Linked DNA regions of Mus musculus: regions 1 and 2 are each linked to region 3. Evidence: chromatin contacts called from public HiChIP or PLAC-seq data. All regions are on one chromosome and are shown on one strand. The core of a region is the stretch at or near the end of the contact, and the rest is flanking DNA. Distances in the headings are between cores, read along the strand shown.

Region 1 (4,371 bases), core at 875-3,374, 820 kb before region 3:
CCTTCTGAGCCGACCAGATGTCTAGGCAGGTCACAAGGCTCCCCATGCCAGACACCACACCCTATTTCAGCCCAGCCTGACCAGCTTCCCTACCACGGTAGGCATGTAGCTTGGCAACTGTCAAGGCTTGCCATTCCTCTTCCTGCACACCCAGTTGTTTGGGCATTGACAAATGCCAGGCAGGTGACGTGCCTTGGTTTCCACCAGCATTGCCCTTTTTACCCTCTGGGCCAGGATAGGTATGGGGCAAATAGCAGGGGAGAAGCAGGGTGTGTCCCAAGATCCAGAGGGCAGAGCACGGACTTCAGCTGAATGATGGCATAAACCTACCTAGAACTGGGACTCAGGACAACAAAATGCCGGGGCACGGCCAGCTGGGTCTGGAAATAGACGTGACATTCAGGGGACATGAGTAGCCAGGAGGCAGACTTTGCCCAGATAATTTGTCTCCCATGTCAAACTTGGATCAAGTGTCCAACCTCTTTCTGGATTCAGAACTCTCCTATGATGACCTAGCAAGAAGGAGAAGAAAGGAAAGCAGGGTCTTCCAGCCAGAAGTTAGAAAACTAAGTCTCATGGGAATTCATGGCTGGAGTTGTCCAGAGGCAATCATTCTAAATTAAAAAAAAAAAAAAAAAAAAAAAAAAAAAAAAAAGCCCAAGCTGAACGTGATGATATACACCTTTCATCCCTGCACTCTGGAGGCAGAGGCAGATGGACCTTTGTTTGAGGCCAGCCTGATCTACATAGAGAATTGAGGCTAGCTAGGACCACATAAAAAGACCATCTCAAAACACACACACACACACACACACACACACACACACACACACACACACACACACACACACACACACACACACACACACACACACGGTGAGAGCATCTTCCCACCCTAATTTTTGGACCTGTCCTCCAGACTCTGCAGTTCTATGTTGGGTGAAGGAAATGTTCTTTGTGCAAGTATTTTAGCAGTAAAAAGAAGATTAAAAAAAAGATTCAAAACCTTTCTCCATTGTACTCTTTGAGTCAGGGTCTCTCAATTGACCCAGGCTGCAGAAGTCCTCAGGCTCGATCTGAGTCACTCTGACACAGAGCTCTGTCCCAGTGACTAGCTGCAATGCCATCCTTTGGTGATTCCCTAAACATTTCCTTTTCATACTGTACTGGTCAGGCAAGAAACAAGCTCACTAGCTGAGTTCTTTGGAAGACGAGTTGAAAGCAAGAGAAAGTTGGGAAAGAGCCGAGGACTTGGAACCGGAGAGCAAAGGCCTACTCCCACTTCCACCATTTGTTAATGAGTAACAAGAGGAACTCAGGAACTAATGGAGCATGGGTGTTCCCATTCATAAAACGTGGGCAGTCGGCATCAGCACCAAACCTACAAACAGTGGCTATGCAAAAGGCCTGGGAAACAAACCAAACCTCAAGTAAGCTGTTTAATGTGGGTGTCTCCAACTTATCTGGACTAGTGATTCTCTTTTTAAGAATTTATTTACTTCTAACAAAAAGAAAAGCCGGGCGTGGTGGTGCACGCCTTTAATCCCAGCACTTGGGAGGCAGAGGCAGGCGGATTTCTGAGTTCGAGGCCAGCCTGGTCTACAGAGTGAGTTCTAGGACAGCCAGGGATACACAGAGAAACCCTGTCTTGGAAAAAAAAAAAGAAAAAGAAAAAGCTTTAAAGAAGGAGAGCAGCATCTATATATTTCAAATTCTTGCCCCAAATTCCAAATTCTGTCAGTTTCAGCCTCCCAGGTAGTTTGTGGAGTTAGACATCAAAAAGGCTGAAGTGGGACTGGATAGCTCTGTGGTTAGGAGTACGCTGGCTGCTCTTACAGAGAACCTAGATTCAATTCCCAACAGTTGCACCTCTGCCACCACTGTCTGACTCCAGCTCCAGGGAATCTGACATCTTCACACAGACTAGAAATAATAAGTGATCTAACAAGAGCAAACTGAAGTGGATCCCTTCACTGTGTCATTCGAATACACCATAAGGGGCTGGGGTCTAACAACTAAGTTAACCTGAGCTACAAGGAAGGAAGGCCCAGGCGTCACCTCTCAGCTGCCTTCCTGGGAGGAGTTGCAAGCCCTCTGTGAGGGAACTAAACTGGGTACACCACCACCATCTTGTGGCCACAGTGTAGCTATGGCAGCAGTCAAAGTGCTGACTGAAATCTGAGAAGACAAAGGGGAGTCCTCGCAGAGGCTGACTGGAGAGCTGGGCTGGCTTCCCAGGGTCACCGGAGGGACTGTTTGTGCTGTTCTGGGAGCCCTAGTTCAGCCAGGGGCTCTGCACCTCTAGGAGTCTCTGTTTGCCCAAGGTCTTAAGGTTTTCTCACAGGATCCCAGTTCACCAGTCCTGGCCCGTCTGCTGTCAGTTTCTGCCTCAGTTATTCACCTTGTCTGGCTCTTCGGGTTTGCTTGGGATGAGTTAATGTTTAGAGCCTGGCTATTTCCCTACAGCAGGCACCCCAGCCATCTAGGCTACCTGGCTAGTCCACTGTTCACACCCACCCTGGCTATCTATAGCCCTCCCTCACTTTCCCCCCAATATTTCCTTTGAAATACCAAGCAAAACAGTTGTCAGGATAAAGACCACCTTTAGTTTCTCTCCTCCTGTTTCCCAGGGACTGGCATGTGTAACTGATGCTGGACAGCCCTCTACCACCGAGGTCCACCCCAGGCCTTGGAATCTCTTTGAGATCAGGGCGGTCCTGAATCTGATATCCTCCCACCTTGGCCCAAGTACTAAGAAATTTACATTTAAAAAACTTACTTGGTATGAACACACACACCACAGACTATATGTGGGAGCCAGAGGATAATTCATGAGTTGTTTCTCTATCATGTGGGGGATGGCCTTGAATGCCAATCCTCAGGCCTTTAGCAACCCAAGGACTAGGCTGTAAGACCACATGGAGTACTGAGAAAACTATTTTAATAGGTCCCATCATGCGACTCTGACTGACCTAGAAGGCCATTTCATCCTGTCAACCGCCTGTTTTTGGGGGATTGTTTCGGCTATTCCTAAAGGCAAACTGAATTTTTTTTATTAATATCCTCTTGAAGAAATATGGCTGGCTTAATTTAGCTATGTGACCCTGGGACCCTAAAGGCAAATGAGACTCCCAGTTGAGTATATTAGGAACTAGGCAGAGAACAAGGGTTCAAGATCACTTTTATTTGCAGAGCCTGCAACTGTTGGTTAACAATGCTAGCTATGCTGGTACAATCTGCAAGCCATTCTCCTGGAAAGCATTCAGCTAACAGAATCTCTACAAACCAGACCAGGGACCAACTGGGACATACTTCAACACGCCAGGGAAGGGGCTGCTCATTCCCTTGCTCTCCACATATTTTCAAACAAGATTTGTTTAATAGCCAAATGCAACTCAAACCCATAACAAAGCAACTAGCCATCTTCAATATCACTGATTCCCTCCCCGCCCCCAGAATAGAAAGCAGAGGGAAGAGGGGAGACTCTTCCTAAGAAAAACCTGGCTAGACCCCAATGGAGCAAAGATAGCAGAGAGGCTGGTGTCCAAGGATATCAACAGGCAGGCACCAAAACAGGCTGTGCAGAATCAAAGCAGCCTGGCCCCTCAGACGAGAGGTGTTTCCGAGAGCCTCACTTCCATGGGATTAGATTAGGGGGTAACTGATGTGATTCACCACTCTCTGACCCTCAAATTAAAACATGATAAACTCTGAACCTTTGACTTCAAAATTTACTACGCCCTCCTGAGAAATTCCACAGTTGTCTGTAGGCCAGGATACATAACAGCCTGGGCTTCCCGCCCCCCTGCTCACCCTTGGGTGCCCACCCAACACTGATTGGATATTCCGACTCATAAAATGACTTTTTTTTTTTTAAAAGGACATTCAGTGGGCATGCTCCTCCCTCACTCTGTGGACTCCACTCTTTCATGCCCCCCCTCTTCCACCTTGGGGCACACTACAGCATTCCAGTACTGGCCTGATGGAAGCTGCCTAAAGTGCCTTCCTGTGACTCCTACACCAGCCACTGTCATGGGGACGTGGGGTGAGGAGTGGAGACAAGACTTTCCCCGAGGAACACTGCAAAATGCAGAAGTAGGTCTGGGAAGGTTAGCTTATGTCCTGTAGCCAAGCCTGGATCTGGTGCAGGCTCTTACCAGCATCTCAGTCCTTGACTTTGAGTAGCAGCAATACTGGTCTGCAGCGCCTCCTAGGGGTGACTGAGCTCCTTGCGCTGTTCACAACTTAACAAGTTTGCCTTTTTCTTATCCCTGCCCCATTTTTTTTTTTTTTTAAATTAAAAGTAGAGGTAGCTCCTAGGATGATAAAACTCTACCTAGAATGGCAGTATTTTGACTTAATGAAGCAGAA
Region 2 (3,853 bases), core at 1,128-3,627, 890 kb before region 3:
TTAATCCCAGCTCTGGATTCTGGGAGGCAGAGCCAACAGAATCTCTGACTTGGAAACTAGAGTAATCTATACAGTGAGACTTTGTCTACAAGTGGAGATGGATATGAAAAAACTCCTGATCTTCTCTAACCTCCACATACACAAGTACCTATACCCCCACACATGTGCACACACGAACAATATAAACACAATAATAAGAATTTTCTGACACAGGGTCACATATAGCAGGCTAGCCATGAATTTTATGTAGCTGAGGTAGGACAGGACTATAGCTGTGTGTCACCACATCCAGGCTGCTGCTAGGAATCTAACCCAGTACTTCATTCATGAAGTCTTCCCATGGAGGACATCCCCAGCCCTGAGCTGGGTACTTCTATAAAGTTCAGCTAATAGTCTTAGAAACAACTGTAGCACGGGTGGTGCCAGCCCCTGGTAAAGGCACCTTTGACTGTGGAACATCAAAGATGATATTTATTATAGGGGAAACAAAAAAGATCACATTGAGATAGGAAGCAAGAGTCAGACTGAGACCAGTAACAACCACACAGGCTGTCCCTCCCTCTTAAAGGTCTTACTGTCTTCCACTGAAGGCCAAGCTTCCAAGACATGAGGAAAGATATGTGTGTGTGTGTGTATGTGTGTGTATATATATAAAATATTCAAAATGTGACACTGCAGAGCAGCAGAGGAAGATATATCTATTTAACATGTCAATGAGTCAACTGGAAATTTTGAGTTCCAGCACCATCAAAAACAAAATCAATTCCTGGTGAATGGCAGGCCTAAAAGCAAAGGGCAAAGTTTCTATGGGATAAGATGGAAAAGTATCTTCATGATATTGGGAATATGGACAAGAAAGTTTTAGGATTTTTTTGTTTTCTTTTGTTTTTGAGAATGATGCAGCTTTTAGGTTTCTCTGTGTAGCTTTGTCTGGCCTGGAACTCACTATATAGACCTGGTTAGAGCTTCAAACTCAGAGAGGCACCTGTTTCTAACTCTGAGTGCTGGGATTGAAGACTTGCAATAAAAATATTTAAGGAAAACAACAAAACTTCACTTAACCAATACTTACCAAGTAACAAGCAATCTAAGTATGGTTTTCGCTGTTATTCACCACATCAGGAACATATAGTGTACACACACACACACACACACACACACACACACACACACAGCCTTGACAAGCTAATGTAGTATCCTAGGAAGCACAGCACCCAAAAAAACAATACTATAAAAGAAATTAAATAACTGGGTGGTGGTGACACACCTGTTTAATCCCCAAACTCAAGAAACAAGTAGGTGTATCTCTGAATCTCTGAGTTCAGAAGACTGCCTGATCTACAGAGTGAGTTCCAGGCCAGCCATGAGCCCTACACAGAAAAATACTGTCTCATAAACAAATATAGTAACAATAAATGAATGAATGAATGAAAGAAAAAAAGATATTAAATGAAATAATTGGAAGATGACCTATCCGAAATGAACCTTTCAAGAATTTAAAAAGCCGAAGGACACTAGGTATCTAAAATAGACAATATATGAAAGAAAAACAACTAAAGCAGGGGAGCACTGGACATGGGAGTGTTTGGTGATTCCAGCATTCAGGAAGCTGAGAAAGACATGAGCTGAGGCCTAGCCAAGCTACATAACAAGATCCTATCTCCAAAAATGGGGTGGGGGTATGAGGACGGGGGTTGAGTGGAGAACCAAGTTTATTAGGAAGGGAGACTACATACAACAGCATTAAACTATAGCATTACTTCGTGCTATGAATTTTTAAAAAGTACATTTAATATCAACACATGGTGGCTCCATGAGAAAGAATATTCATGAACAAAAATTTTGTACTGTATACAATAGAGAAGAGAAAGAGAAAGAAAAAAATGGAATTGATCCTAAAGCAGTAGTTGAAATCAACTAAAGAACTTTTGCTGACTCTCCAACTTTAGTTGTAAGTGGGCAGAAGGCAAAGAGAACTTTGCCTTCTCATTGGAATGTGTTTCTCTATTGGTCTGAAAGTCTGAGTGCTGACCTTTAAAAGACAGTGTGAGGTCTGTCCTCCTTTTAGCTGGTGGGCAGACAGACTGAATGGGCATGGACAATCAGTGGCTCTAAGGAGGCTCAGTATTCCACTGTACTTCTTATACATGCACTAGAATATTTTGTGCAATAGATGAATTTTTACTCATTCAAAAGTAAGCAAAAACATAAGGAGATAAAAGACAGAGCATGGCAAGCTGTCCTATACCTTAATCCTAGCACCCTAGAGGAAGGAAGACAGGAGAGTCAGAAGTTCAAGACTGGCCTGGACTACCATGTATACAGTAGTCAACCCACTAAATACAAAGGATCCAGTGGAGGACTCTGTGGTATGAGATAGAAGGAACTAAAATTCCTCAATTGTGAGAAGGCCAGAGGCCAAATATTCCACACTATGCTATAAAGAGGAAATAAACTTTTAAAGCTGGCCATATTGGTATATGCATCTAAAATAACAGCACTGAGGAGGCTAAGGCAAGAGGATATAAACTTCAGCAAGATCTTTCCTAGAGAGAAAGAAAGGAAAGGAGACAGGAGAGAAGGAAGGAGATTATCCCTTCGTAGTCCATGAAACTGCTGGATACACTTCAAAGGCCACAGTCACTACTCCAATGATCTTATCTTAGATCTTGAAAAATCATCATTTTGCCAATAGAAAGGTGATAAAGTTCTCTTTAGAGCACTCAAAAATGTATGCTACTAGGGCTGAGGATATAATTCATCGATAGAGTACAGCCTGCCATCTTCAAGACTCTAGGTTCACTTCCATACCACTAGCTGATAAGAGAATCAAATCTCTTGACTTTCTTTCCAAATACCTTCTCACAGTTAAATACCCAATGCTACTTTCCCCTGGGAAGCTAAACACACTGGGCAAGCAACTCTGAGCTACTGGGCTACATTTCCCAGCCTGCTTTCCTTTTGTTTTTATGTTTGTTTTTATTTTGAGACTTGGTCTCACTAAGCTATCCAAGGTTGGACTCCATTTAACTCTGTATCCCAGACAGGCCTTGAACTTGGAATCCTCCTGTCTCAGCCTCCAGACTATCTGGGATTACAGGCCTGAGTTTCTGAGCTTGGCCAAATGCCACCATTTCATCCCAACACTAGTTACAAGGACACAAAAAGGTAGTAACTTAGACTTCCTCTCTGTTTTATTTTTAGCTTTGTTTTTTTTTTTTTTAAAGATTTATTTATTTATTATATGTAAGTACACTGTAGCTGTCTTCAGACACTCCAGAAGAGGGAGTCAGATCTTGTTATGGATGGTTGTGAGCCACCATGTGGTTGCTGGGATTTGAACTCTGGACCTTCGGAAGAGCAGTCGGGTGCTCTTACCCACTGAGCCATCTCACCAGCCCCTGGCTTTGTTTTTTGAAACAGGATTTCAAGGACCTCACTATGGAGCTCTGGCTGCCCTGTAACTCACTGTGTAGACGAAGCTAGCCTCCAATTCACAGATCTACTTACCTCTGCACCCATACCCAGCAACAATAAGTTTTTATAAAAGGTTACCTTAGCTGGGCCTTGTCACGTCCAAAGAAAACTCCAGTTCCCAAACTCTAAAAGGCAGGAAAAAATCTTCAGAAATAAACTCAAGCTGATTTATTTATAGCTCAAGCAATACTATACCAGGATTTCTGGCAGTTAGATAAAAGGCAGTATTCCTCAGAACTTCTCAAACTGGTTCTGATCCACCAAAAGGAGTAATTTCCCTTACCTCTGCTTGAAGAAACAAGTGGCTACCTGTGGTGTCTATTAGTGTATCAAATCCATGTTGGCCTTGGGGTTTCCTCAAGCACCAGTTAAGACA
Region 3 (4,048 bases), core at 677-3,176:
GGGCCAGCCAGGCCTTGAATTTGTGATGTCCCTGCCTAAAGTTCCTGAGTAGCTGGAGTTACAGGCCTGCACCATGAAGACCAGCTAGCATACCTGTAAACTCAGCACTCAGGCAGCTGATGCAGGAGAATTGAAATTTTAAAACACTGGGTTGGGGACTAGAGAAATGGTTCAGTAGTTAATAGCACTCACTGCTCTTCTAGGGGTTCTGGGTTCAATTCCCAACACCCATATGATGGCTCACTGTAATTCCAGTTCCAAAGGAGCTGATGCCCTCTTCTGGCCTCAGATCTACATGGAAGCAAAACACCCAAATATAAAACAAACAAATCAGCTTGCTTTGGTCATCTCCAAAAAGCATCTTCTTTGGGCTTAAAGCCCATAGGGCCTTGTCAGCTGGCACCTAGCCCGGTGCTGCTGAAAATACTTATCAGCAGTCATAGCCTCCTGCCCCCAAAACTTCTCGTTTATTTGGTAGAACGTAATCCCTCCTGACAATGTCCTGTTTCCAGAACCAAAGATCGTAGCTATTACAACCTGGGCAATCAGCCACGCCTGGTAGCCCACACTCACAATTCTAGCACTTTAGAGACTGAGACAGGATTAGAAGTTTGAGGCCATCTCAAAAACAAAAAACAAAAACAAAACAAACAAACAAAAACTCATGTCTATAATCCCAGCACTCAGCGGGAGGAAGGACATTCTGGAGTTCTGGGCCAGCTTTGGTTATATGTCTTGACATATAACCAAAGGGGGTGGGGGGCTGCTGGGAGACTTGAACATTCAACATTATGTTGGGCAGCTATGGGAAAACTACCAGCAGCTGAATCAAGAAACTAAGGCAGTTCTAAGTGATGCAATGCCTTCTGACCACTGTAGGCACCAGGCATACATGCATGTGATGCACATACATACATGAAGGTAAAACACACATAAAAAATAATGAGGCAGGGGTGGGGTGGGGGTGGGTTGGCAGGCCTAAGGCATTCTAAGCCTGAGCGCTCTCCTTTCCGCCCAACGCCTCAGCAAACATTGGTAGGTTCACAAACTAAGTCTGGCATTGAGCAAACGGAGTAGAAAAGTCTTGATCTTGTTGCCTTCCAATGCTAATCCGCCATTTCTGGTATCTGTTCTGCCCACCACTTCAGCTCATAAAAGCCAGTCATACACCCAAGCCCAACTCAAATCATTGCTCCTCCATGAAGTCTGTCGCAAAGAGGAGGCATCCACCTGGCATCCTTGTCGAAGATGAATTTTTCTCAGAAACATCATGCGTCTGCCTCCTAACCCATTTTTCTTGCTATTTCCCCCTCAATCTGTTGGGTAATTCAAGGACCACTCCCAGCGAGCCTTCCTTGACCTCTTGAGCTTCATTGTCTCTACGCAACCAGCGCTCAGGACATAAAGACTCTCCAAGAAATAAATGGAAGTTAACAGTTGGAGCAGTTCCGAATAGGCACGCCGTTCTCGAGACCATCCTTCCCAGCCTTTTTTTTTTTTTTTTTTTCTCAAATATACATACTTGAAACATTTGTTATCCTGGAAGATCTCTGCTTCCAGGAAGAAAAGCATTCCTTCTCCTCCCCAAGTCTGCTCTTCCCAGCCTCCTCCCTAAAAGAGTCTCTGGACATGAGAGAGGTGGGTCAGCCGCGAGGAGTGAGGTCAGGGAGAGCTGACCCCTGAACGCTGCCTGCTTCTCTAGGGCTCTGTATTCTACACAGTGCCACGGGGAACCGCCTCAGGTGTGGTCGGGCAGACGCTCCTCGATCTCGCAACCGGGATAATCCTGACAGCACTGTAGTACCCTGGCATCACCGGGGACCCCTTCGTACTGAGCCCAGACACGCAGGAGCCTGTCCCGGGTAACGGCGCGCTCTGTACACGTCACCCATCTGTGCCCGGTAGCTGGCAGCTGATTGGCCCGCAGGCTGGGGAGACGCTGGAAGGCGAGGGGAACGGCGGCGCGCGGGCGGTTGGGCCAGCTCAGGCTTTCTGTGGACAAGGCTGTGCTTGGCGTCTTCGGATGCTGCGGGTTGAAGGTAGTCATGGCCGGGACCCCCGCACCGAACAGCCACAGGAAACAGAGTGGCGGCCTGGAGCCTTTCCCCGGTCTGTCTCGATCCATTGAGAACCCTCCGAGCAAGCGGGCCCGGAGCTTCTCTGAGACCACAGTCCCGGACCCCGAAGACCCATTCGGTGAGCACGCGGAATTTACTGCGGACGACCTAGAGGAACTCGACATCCTCGCGTCACAGGCCCTGAGCCAGTGTCCCGTCGCGCCTCGGAACCTGTCCAGTGAGTGCCTGAGGGGCCTTTTCCCCCGGCGGGTGGTGCAGACCTCTGATTTGGCGGTGAGACATCCAGAATGTTAAATGGCCTCCCATTTAGATGGTATGCACCCCATTGTAACCCTTGGGCAGAAGAGCATTAGAAGGCGTCTGACAGAGGCAAGAGATGAAAGAGAGTCTTACACAAAAATGCCAGTTGCCCAAAGGTTAGGCATGGCAAACAGGCAATGGGCAAGAAATGCCAAAGCTGCTTTTCTTCTTAGAGCTTACACTCTTGGGGAATAAGTTAAGTGTCAGGAGGGTTTGATGGGCACCTTGCGAATGTACTTAGCACTTACAGCATCTGAAAAATAGGATTATCCCTGGAAATGTGGCTGGCCCTCCATCTCTCCAGCAATATTGCATGGAAAACCAGGCATTGGAAAACACTCATTGCTGACCAGCTGTCATATGCGGCAGTGGTTAGACGCAACTTTCCACGAAATGGCACAAAGCAATGCTGCCTCCCCCTTCCTTGGCCCTACATCACCCGGTACTCTACCTTACTCCATCCCTGGAGCCCCACCTCCCCCTGGAATGTATCCATTTGGTTCACCATCAGTCTTTAAAACCAGCAGATCCTATGCCTAACATGTTGTAGTAAATAGTAGTTATGGTAGAGTCACAGCCAGTGCAATCTCTGTTCAGCTATGAGCTGAGAGTCTAGAAAGTGGGTGAGGTATAAAGCGAGAGAATTCAGATATGCTATGCCATAAGGATTCTTTATGTGTTTATACCATGCTCGGAGCTGTTACCTGGGTCTTTCTCAACTTGGCTTTCAAGAGTGACTCCTTCTGCATTTTATGACAAAGGTGGATACATACTGAGCCCCGCAGTATACATGGGATTATTTTTTCCAGACAGGTTCTCGATCTCTAGCAAGGCTAGCCTTGAATTTGAGATCCCCATAGCTCTACTTCACAAGTGTTGGGATTGCAGTTCTGTGCCACCATGCTCAACCTAAGGGCAACTACTTTTTATACAGGTGCTCATAAGGTCCGCCGATTAGATGGGTTACCAAATAGTCCTATAAGGAAAAGCAGAGAAGATATTCCAGTTAAAGATAATTTTGAATTAGAAGTACTTCAGATACAATACAAAGAACTTAAAGAAAAGGTATGTGACTTTTGGGTTGTTTGTTTGTGTTTTGTTTTGCCTGTTTGGTTGTAATGCTGAGAATTGAACTCAGGACTTTACCTTCACACATGCTATACACAGACACTCTACTGTTAGGCTATCCTTCCAGCCCTAACTTATTGTATTTGCAGCTAATTCATTCATTTTGGTATTAAAAAGCATGTGTAAAATATATAAAAACTATAAAACAAACATCTAGATTTATTCCTCTGAAATGAAAGAAGGTTGGGGAAAGAATGCCTGAAATTTTATTTACCCTGTGTATATCCCTGAGCCTATATAAGTTTATATGCACTGCATGCATACAGGTGCCCATGAGGTCAGGGGTGCTGGGTCCTCTGGAATCAACACAACTGGTGTGAGCCACCTCATATGGGTAATGGGAACGGAACCTGGGTCCTCTGTAAGAGCAGTGAGTGCCCTTAGCTGCTAAGCCATCTCTCTAGCCTCTACAGCTTAGGTCTTTATCTGAGGAACATGTCATCTTAGCGGTTGATATTTGTTAGTTTTGCAGGCTCTCATACATCTTTCACCTGGCCATCTGTAGGTGCCTAAGAAAGCCAGAAATCCAACATGGGGTTTTA

What was found. HiChIP or PLAC-seq counts read pairs in DNA pulled down with a chosen protein or histone mark.
Region 1: an H3K4me3 HiChIP or PLAC-seq map of forebrain shows a contact between it and region 3, with 6 times the contacts expected there. The contact joins the enhancer-like site here to the promoter of Atrip in region 3. A contact is called at or near these places in 13 of 39 promoter capture datasets (the 3T3-L1 cell line, the C10 cell line, the HPC-7 cell line and 9 more), 1 of 484 Hi-C or Micro-C datasets (LSK cells), 13 of 115 datasets of contacts at active chromatin or transcription factors (SST interneurons, embryonic basal ganglia, embryonic hindbrain and 9 more) and 1 of 9 other capture datasets (pancreatic islet).
Region 2: an H3K4me3 HiChIP or PLAC-seq map of bone marrow-derived macrophages shows a contact between it and region 3, with 11 times the contacts expected there. The contact joins the enhancer-like site here to the promoter of Atrip in region 3. A contact is called at or near these places in 14 of 39 promoter capture datasets (the 3T3-L1 cell line, 3T3-L1-derived adipocytes, HPC-7-derived erythroid cells and 10 more) and 7 of 115 datasets of contacts at active chromatin or transcription factors (the 230-238 cell line, bone marrow-derived macrophages, embryonic stem cells and 3 more).

The regions. Positions count from the first base shown.
Region 1 is chr9:109,892,689-109,897,059 of GRCm38.p6, reverse strand. It overlaps Cdc25a (cell division cycle 25A), which reads right to left. Exons shown (of 15, transcript NM_007658.3): 15 at 3,170-4,371. Among named protein-coding and RNA genes, the nearest start is that of Mir7089, 5.2 kb to the right of the region's middle. Within about 2 kb of position 2,124, at least 145 of the 459 cell types and tissues checked have an H3K27ac peak or open chromatin away from gene starts, as enhancers often do. A contact at or near this core is called in the HPC-7 cell line, epiblast stem cells, forebrain and 3 more, where this site is marked.
Region 2 is chr9:109,963,110-109,966,962 of GRCm38.p6, reverse strand. All of the region lies in intron 1 of Map4 (microtubule-associated protein 4), which reads right to left. Among named protein-coding and RNA genes, the nearest start is that of Map4, 33 kb to the right of the region's middle. Within about 2 kb of position 2,377, at least 2 of the 459 cell types and tissues checked have an H3K27ac peak or open chromatin away from gene starts, as enhancers often do. A contact at or near this core is called in bone marrow-derived macrophages and liver, where this site is marked.
Region 3 is chr9:109,072,002-109,076,049 of GRCm38.p6, reverse strand. Atrip (ATR interacting protein) reads left to right here and starts at 1,926. Exons shown (of 13, transcript NM_172774.3): 1 at 1,926-2,295; 2 at 3,313-3,443. The coding sequence starts at 2,046. Atrip-trex1 (Atrip-Trex1 readthrough) reads left to right here and starts at 1,953. Exons shown (of 14, transcript NR_153412.1): 1 at 1,953-2,391; 2 at 3,313-3,443.